3 separate regions of the Macaca mulatta genome follow, and all the other regions are linked to region 2. The links are chromatin contacts, called in public Hi-C maps. All regions are on one chromosome and are shown on one strand. The core of a region is the stretch at or near the end of the contact, and the rest is flanking DNA. Distances in the headings are between cores, read along the strand shown.

Region 1 (2,700 bases), core at 38-2,537, 540 kb before region 2:
GGAGTCTGCTCTGTCGCCCAGGCTGGATTGCAGTGGCGCCATCTCGGCTCACTGCAAGCTCCGCCTCCCGGGTTCACGCCATTCTCCTGCCTCAGCCTCCGGAGTAGCTGGTACTACAGGGGCCCACCACCACGCCCGGCTAATTTTTTGTATTTTTAGTAGAGAGGGGGTTTCACCGTGTTAGGCAGGATGGTCTAGATCTTCTGATCTCGTGATCCGCCCCCCTCGGCCTCCCAAAGTGCTGGGATTACAGGCGTGAGCCACCGTGCCGGGCCAGTGCTGGATTTCTTATATTAGATAAGGATAAAATGAGAACTACCTTACTCTACTCGTTCCTTGTATTATTCAAGATTCAGTACTCTGCTGGTAAGTTTCAGTCAGCGAATCCAGCATACATGAATTAAGTGCTACTTAAGGTACAATGCCTCCAACAGGCACGGTGTCAGAATAATGGTTTCTGTCCATCAGAACAAAGGGTGAGATGCGCCTCTTAGATTTGACTGTAGCCCAGTGGTCATCATCCCTGGCTGCACATTAACATTATCCAGGAAATTTTAAAGCTCTATAGGTGATTCTAAGGAAGAGGAGGACTGAGAGGCCGACTGTTGAGATGCACTGCTACTGTCCGATGAGCACACACTCATCTATAACCTTATACATTTCCTATTCACCTGAAGCCCAGAATCATCAGTGTATTCAACACAGTCCCGCCATTTCTGTTTTCCAGGTGACTGTCTTCCACAAGATAGTGTTATCCAGAGCAGGTAAACTCCCTAGCACCTGTCGCTCAAGAACTTAAATCCCTCCCTGTACCCAACCCATCAACAGTGACTTACTACCATCCACAAGCCAGGCTGCTTCCCGATGCACCTTTTCTGCTGGGGAGTGCCCAGACAAAAGGCATCTGCTCCTGGACCAGAGGAGTCCCTGCAGAGTCATCGACTTCCTCCTTTCCAAAAGCCCCGTAGGTTGCATTGGAGTCCGGAGGCGAAGCGCCGACACATGGGTGCCTTCATCTGCCCGTCACCTCCGGATTTTTGCAATGTGTTTCTTCTGAACAAGATTGTGTGCCCTGGAAGCCAACTCAAGTCCCAGACCTAGGTTTCTCGACATTTCTCCAAGTCCTACTTGGGTCAGGTTGTAGGCTCCGGGGCCCGGCCCCTTTCGATCCGCATCAAAGAACCTGGCGATCCCGTTTGGGCACAAAAGCTCAGGGCGTTGGTCCCCGCGATCGCGAAAGCCCACTTCCAGAAAAACTTGACCACTAACGGTAAGCTTCATGGGCAGCAAAAAGGGGAAGAAGGGTTTGCATCCCCTGGCGTCATTTCCGGGTCCGCTCTAGAAACCTCCGAAGTTTCCGCGTCTCTGTGGTTTATTCCGACTGTTAATGATCCATGTGTCTTTGACTCTCCTCAGCTTCCCTTCTAAACAGGGGGAGAAGAAAGGTCCAGGTTTCCCAGAGAAATTGTGCGGAAAAAGTTTCAAAGTATATATACAAAGGTATACAGAATAGTACAGTGCATGTGGTAGAACAGTGCTAATCATAGAGAAACAGAGTACCAACCTCTGTACTCCCTGTCACATGAGATGTATTTCTGTCCTAAGCCAATTGGATTATTCTTCCTTTTTCCCATTTTTATTTTTTATTTTGCAGCTGAATAATGCATTCTAACTTAACATTCTTTTTTTTTTTTTTTTTTTTTTTGAGACGGAGTCTCACTCTGTCCCCCTTGCTGGAGTGCAGTGGCCGGATCTCAGCTCACTGCAAGCTCCGCCTCCCGGGTTCAGGCCATTCTCCTGCCTCAGCCTCCCGAGTAGCTGGGACTACAGGCGCCCGCCACCTCGCCCGGCTATTTTTTTTTGTATTTTTTAGTAGAGACGGGGTTTCACTGTGTTAGCCAGGATGGTCTCGATCTCCTGACCTCGTGATCCACCCGTCTCGGCCTCCCAAAGTGCTGGGATTACAGGCTTGAGCCACCGCGCCTGGCCTAATTTAACATTCTTAACTACAGCTCCTCACTTATTTCCATGTTGAAGGAATATTAATCCTCCTTTACCATACATGCAGATATGTCAAGCCACATTTCTTCCAGAATGATTAACAGTCTTATCACTTACCAAGTTCTCAAATCTATTCTGCATGATCCCCTCCTCTCTAATAAATCTCCTTCTCTGAGTCCTTTAGCTTCCTGCTCCCGTATGGATTAGTTGCATTCTAGGTTTCTTGAATAGCTGTCATCTTGTGGTTTTTCATTTTTGAGCTCCTAGATTGGATCCATCATTTCCTGAGTTCCATGTCTTTCTCTTTCTTCCTCCCTATTCTCCCTGTAGTATATATATTCAGTTTGCTTCTTAAAATGTAGGTCAGCTTTTTGAGTCGTCATAGGTTTATAAATGTCTTTATTCCAACTTCACATTTGATGTTATGCATAGCTATGGAATTCTGTGTTAAAACATTTTTCCTCCAGATTTTGAGACATTATTTTGTTTTCTCCTAACATTCATTCAAGGTTGCTGATGAGACGTCTGATGCAGAAAGAGTATCTTTCTCTTGTAGACTAATAACTTGCCCACCACCACTACCTCTGAAAGCTGTTATAATCTGATGTAGTTTGCTATCAGTCTTATGCCACCGTGAGCAGGTCTATAAAAGTCTACTCTTGAAGGCTGAGGAAAGTGAGAGGCCAAAGAAAGAGGCTG
Region 2 (2,700 bases), core at 174-2,673:
GGACAAGCAATCAAAAGCAATAGCAATCCTGATCTAATAAATTTGATAATACAAATTAACTAGACAGAAAAAGCCATGTTGTATCCTGAGTTACTAAAAGAGTGCATTAATACACCTTCTCCAAAGAAATGGGGCTAAGGATTTACAAATATGGGATTCAGGAAATTCTGCATCCCATATTCTCCTCTCATCGGAATCAAATTGTAATGCAAATGAGTCACTAGACTTTCATCACCTGGGTAAAGTTGCTCTTAAGAGTTAGACCACTTAAGAATTAGGCTGACCTTTCTTGCTTTTCAAGAATACTTAGAATTGCAAAATTTGCCTTTAAAGAGTGGCGAGTATATCCCATTTTTATGGCTGTTTGACAACACTATTAATGTAATATAATTATTACACTGGAGGCCTGGCGTGGTGGCTCGCGCCTGTAATCCCAGCACTTTGGGAGGCCGACACGGGCGGATCACCTGAGGTCAGGAGTTCGAGAGCAGCCAGGCCAGCATGGTGGAACCCCGTCTCTACTAAAAACACAAAAATTAGCTGAGGATGGTGGTGCATGCCTATAATCCCAGCTACTCGGGAGGCTCAGGCAGGAGAATCGCTTGAACCTGGGAGGTGGAGGTTGCAGTGAGCCGAGATCGCACCACTGCACTCCAGCCTGGGCAACAGGGAAAGACTCCATCTCAAAAACAAACATAAACTCTGGAGTTGGTAAATAGACTTCAGGGATTTGCATATTTGATTTCACTTATTACTCCTGCTGAATAAGCTTCTCCGGTGTATCCTACAATAACTTGTGGGTTTTCATTGCCTTCCAGTGGATTAAGTTACATCAAAAAACATTGTAAAGAGTTACTCCAGCCCAACCGGGAAAGAAGCGCTTTACAATGTGATCTAATGAAACAAACATGAAGTGAAACAAACATGACCGTGTCCAGCTTTCTCTAGGACAGTGTAGCGTGGCTCTGAAAAGAGCCTTTGTTTTTCAGTTTTCACAACCTCGCTCCTTATTTGGCCTTATGGTGGCTCTCAGTCTTCTTAGGCAGCAGCACGGCCTGGATATTGGGCAAGACACCACCCTGCGCGATGGTGACTTTGCCCAGCAGCTTGTTGAGCTCTTCATCGTTGCGGATAGCCAGCTGGAGGTGACGCGGGATGATGCGGGTCTTCTTGTTGTCGCGGGCCGCATTGCCGGCCAGCTCCAGGATCTCAGCAGTCAGGTACTCCAGCACCGCAGCCAGGTACACCGGCGCGCCGGCCCCAACCCGCTCTGCATAATTGCCCTTGCGGAGTAAGCGGTGCACTCGGCCCACAGGGAACTGCAGCCCAGCCCGAGAAGAACGGGTCTTGGCCTTAGCGCGAGCTTTACCGCCTTGCTTGCCACGTCCAGACATACTGGCCACAACTTACTTAAAATACCCAGCGAAACGAAAGTGGAGAGGCAGCGCCTTTTATAAACACCACTGGGCGCGAAAAAGAAGATATGTCATTGGTTAGAGTTGCCACTTAATTTTAACCAATGGAAGTACATCTTTTGGATTTGCTGATTGGTTGATTAGGTATAACTAACCTCTGAGGTCACCCTGAATAACCACCAATCAGATACAGGACTTTAACTCTTCACCTCATTTGCATGAGAGGTTCTATATAAAAACGACTCCTGGTGCCTTGCTCCCATTACTTCCCGTTTTCTCGATCTGCTGTTAGTCCGCCTCGACTCGTAGTTCGCCCTCGACATGCCGGAGCCAGCGAAGTCCGCTCCTGCGCCCAAGAAGGGCTCGAAGAAGGCAGTGACTAAGGCCCAGAAGAAAGACGGCAAGAAGCGCAAGCGCAGCCGCAAGGAGAGCTACTCCGTGTACGTGTACAAGGTGCTGAAGCAGGTCCACCCCGACACCGGCATCTCCTCTAAGGCCATGGGAATCATGAACTCCTTCGTCAACGACATCTTTGAGCGCATTGCGGGTGAGGCTTCCCGTCTGGCGCATTACAACAAGCGCTCGACCATCACCTCCAGGGAGATCCAGACGGCCGTGCGCCTGCTGCTGCCCGGGGAGTTGGCCAAGCACGCGGTGTCGGAGGGCACCAAGGCCGTCACCAAGTACACCAGCGCTAAGTAAACCTGCCAAGTAAGCGTCTTAAAGCCCAACCCCAAAGGCTCTTTTAAGAGCCACTTAAATTGTCGCTATTAGAGCTGCAAACACGTGTTCCTAATCCAGGTTTAAATAATGGCGATGTCTTTAAAGGGGTTGTTATGATCTCATTACATTGAGTAATGTGTACAGTGCTTGTAATCGAGTACAGGCTAAAGAAGCCATATGCACTTTGTTAGTACTGAGAGTACTGAGTAGGGAATATGGCGCCTAAAAAATTAAGGATGTGCAGGAAATTTGCGTTAACAGAAAGTGCTTCCTGGCTCTTGGCGCGAAAATGGATACTTCCGTTGTGTCGAGTGCTGTGACTTCCTGTTAGAACTTGTTGAAAGCCTATTGTGTCACGTGTACTTTCCACCATTTAAAGGAGTTCTAACTTGAGTTTATATATTTGTAAATTTGGTTCCCGATGGCCTACCAGTACGTATGGCTTTCGCGCGAGCAATTACCTTGTTTAACCCCTTCTAGGCTGTACCCAGCTCTGCCTTGCTTCCCTCTCACCCCCCCCCCGTTTCCACCTCTCCAGCCCACAAGACATCGGGAAGATGCC
Region 3 (2,738 bases), core at 161-2,660, 670 kb before region 2:
TCTCTTAAGTATCTATTCCATTTGTACATCCAGATCTGATTTATTAAATCAGATTAAAAACATCAAGTCAGATATTTTAAAAGTGGAATTTACCATGCTGAAACAAATTAATAGTCATCTCTCTACTAAGAAATCAATTTGTGTGGCTGGGGGTGAGAAAGCTCGAGAAATTTTAATTTCAATGAATTTTCAGAAAATGCTTCAAAGACAACTACCTGGCACCATAATTAACTGTTCTAATTAATCTAATTAGAAATTATTCTCTCAACTCAATCATTAATGTTCAAGTGCAATCTAATTATTCTGATTCGAGAGATCTTTCTCAGAAATAAAGAATCCAAGCCGTTGATCTAGATTTAGACTAAACGTCGAATGCTCGGTTTGTCATTTACCAAGACCAAGAATGCATTTGGTCCCAAAGCAGTCATGTTTGCTTCCAACAATCTAAAAATGGTTGAGTGTCAGTAAAACCCGACAGTGAACCATATAGAATAATATACTTGGATAATGCCAAATTAAGAAAAACCAAATCTTCTTGTGTTAAGCTTAAGATGAAGGCGGTTTAATACTTTTAACGTTATCCAGGCTTTTTAAAAAGCTAATGAGATTGCCACTACCTAACCAAGTCACCGAAGACTGATGTACGTTAACCTTTGGAGTGGTTTACTAGTAGGCGAAGACGAGAAATCATATTAAAAGTAGTGCTCAGTTCTTCCACAAAATTGTAGGTGGCTCTGAAAAGAGCCTTTGGTTCCATTGGGATTGAGTTGCTGCAAACTAATCCAGCGTTCTACTTGCCCTTCGCCTTGTGGTGGCTCTCGGTCTTCTTTGGCAGCAGCACGGCCTGGATGTTGGGCAGAACACCACCCTGTGCGATGGTGACTTTGCCCAGCAGTTTGTTGAGCTCCTCGTCGTTGCGGATGGCCAGCTGGAGGTGACGCGGGATGATGCGAGTCTTCTTGTTATCGCGGGCCGCGTTGCCAGCCAGCTCCAGGATCTCGGCGGTCAGGTACTCCAGCACCGCAGCCAGGTACACCGGTGCCCCAGCCCCGACCCGCTCGGCATAGTTGCCTTTGCGGAGCAGGCGGTGCACTCGGCCCACGGGAAACTGAAGCCCGGCCCGAGAAGAGCGGGTCTTGGCCTTGGCGCGAGCTTTGCCTCCCTGCTTACCACGCCCAGACATGGCAAAAGGCCTGTATCTATACAGTTAAAAAGGACAGACGAAAGTAGAAAAACGCAGTTTTTATAGCCTCTACTGGGCGCGAAAAGGAAGCTGCTCGATTGGCTAACGTTTTATTTTTATTTAGACCAATAGGACTCAATTATGCAGGATACCTATTTTGATTGGGCAAAACTGGCATCTGACGTCATCCAAGGATAATCACCAATCAGCAGAGACCTTCCCCCCTACCTCGTCCACATAAACTATTATATAAAAAGAGGAGACCAAGTTCTTGTTTTCTTCTTACCAGTATTATTTCATCATGCCCGAGCCGGCCAAGTCTGCTCCCGCCCCGAAGAAGGGCTCCAAGAAAGCGGTGACCAAGGCCCAGAAGAAGGATGGCAAGAAGCGCAAGCGCAGCCGCAAGGAGAGCTACTCGGTGTACGTGTACAAGGTGCTGAAGCAGGTCCACCCCGACACCGGCATCTCTTCTAAGGCCATGGGGATCATGAACTCCTTCGTCAACGACATCTTCGAGCGCATCGCGAGCGAGGCTTCCCGCCTGGCGCATTACAACAAGCGCTCTACTATCACCTCTAGGGAGATTCAGACGGCCGTGCGCCTGCTGCTTCCGGGGGAGCTAGCCAAGCACGCGGTGTCGGAGGGCACCAAGGCCGTCACCAAGTACACCAGCTCCAAGTAAATTCTCAAGCTCTTTGTCAAACCCAAAGGCTCTTTTCAGAGCCACTCACTATTATCTAAAGAAGAGCTGATTCGCTCTTCCGAACGCTGGGGGCGAGGGATCATAAATCATTTTGTTGGTCCATCTGCTAAATTAATTAAGCTCTTTGAAAGCCTTTTCAAGTGAAATATACATGAGGTACGTGCATATAGCTGCCAACACCATAGAGGTTCCGACTTTGGCCCTTGAGGGCATAAACTAGGTCCTTAGCAGTGTCTTGCGTTTTGCTTGTTCCGTGTAAGTCAAGCGCACCCGGGATCACGTTATCCGGAAATGCCTTGAGTATCCACGGGTTTCTAAAAAGATGAGACCAGTGAAGCGTTTGACACCGCCCGGCCAGGCGGTGGGTTTGGGATACCTGGATGTTGGCGCAGCAACTGCGGTGGCGCCCCCTTTACCCAATGCCTTCCCACAGTTGCGCAACCAGACATGATTTTAAGGCCCGACAAAAGACCCAAGGTAAAAGCCAAAAACAGCACTAGGGAAACAAGGCTGGCCTTTTTAATCATTCAGACTAAATTGGAAACTACAGGGCTGGGTGCGGTAGGCTTATGCCTGCAGACCAAGCACTTTGGGAGGTGGAGGAGTGCTGATCGCTTGAGCCCAGGAGTTCGCAACCAGTCTCGGCAACATAGCAAAACCCCGGCTCTGTAAAAAGTACAAAAATTAGCCAGGAGCGGTGGCGCGCCCCTGTTGTCCCAGCTACTTAGGGGGCTAAAGTGGGAGGAGGGCTTGAGCCTGGTAGTTGGAGGTTGCAGTGAGCTGAGATCCGCACCACTGCACTCTAGCCTGGGCAATAAAGCCAGGTCTTGTCTCAAATAAATAAATAAATAA

The links. A called contact is a pair of places that touch in the nucleus more often than the background predicts.
Region 1: a contact with region 2 is called in a Hi-C map of fetal cortex germinal zone, with 2.4 times the contacts expected there. The contact joins the promoter of LOC144340542 here to the promoter of H2AC12 in region 2. A contact is called at or near these places in 4 of 14 Hi-C or Micro-C datasets (CD4 T cells, blood, fetal cortex germinal zone and 1 more).
Region 3: a Hi-C map of fetal cortex germinal zone shows a contact between it and region 2, with 6 times the contacts expected there. The contact joins the promoter of H2BC13 here to the promoter of H2AC12 in region 2. A contact is called at or near these places in 5 of 14 Hi-C or Micro-C datasets (CD4 T cells, cortical neurons, fetal cortex germinal zone and 2 more).

Annotation. Positions count from the first base shown.
Region 1 is chr4:155,619,094-155,621,793 of T2T-MMU8v2.0, forward strand. LOC144340542 reads right to left here and starts at 1,288. Exons shown (of 4, transcript XM_078000813.1): 1 at 1,129-1,288. The coding sequence starts at 1,281.
Region 2 is chr4:156,160,482-156,163,181 of T2T-MMU8v2.0, forward strand. H2AC12 (H2A clustered histone 12) reads right to left here and starts at 1,424. Exons shown (of 1, transcript XM_001093153.5): 1 at 756-1,424. The coding sequence starts at 1,394. The coding sequence ends at 1,008. H2BC12 (H2B clustered histone 12) reads left to right here and starts at 1,713. Exons shown (of 2, transcript NM_001260530.1): 1 at 1,713-2,126. The coding sequence starts at 1,737. The coding sequence ends at 2,117.
Region 3 is chr4:155,489,353-155,492,090 of T2T-MMU8v2.0, forward strand. H2BC13 (H2B clustered histone 13) reads left to right here and starts at 1,411. Exons shown (of 1, transcript XM_078000799.1): 1 at 1,411-2,738. The coding sequence starts at 1,485. The coding sequence ends at 1,865. It overlaps H2AC13 (H2A clustered histone 13), which reads right to left and starts at 1,189. Exons shown (of 1, transcript NM_001194031.2): 1 at 726-1,189. The coding sequence starts at 1,183. The coding sequence ends at 791.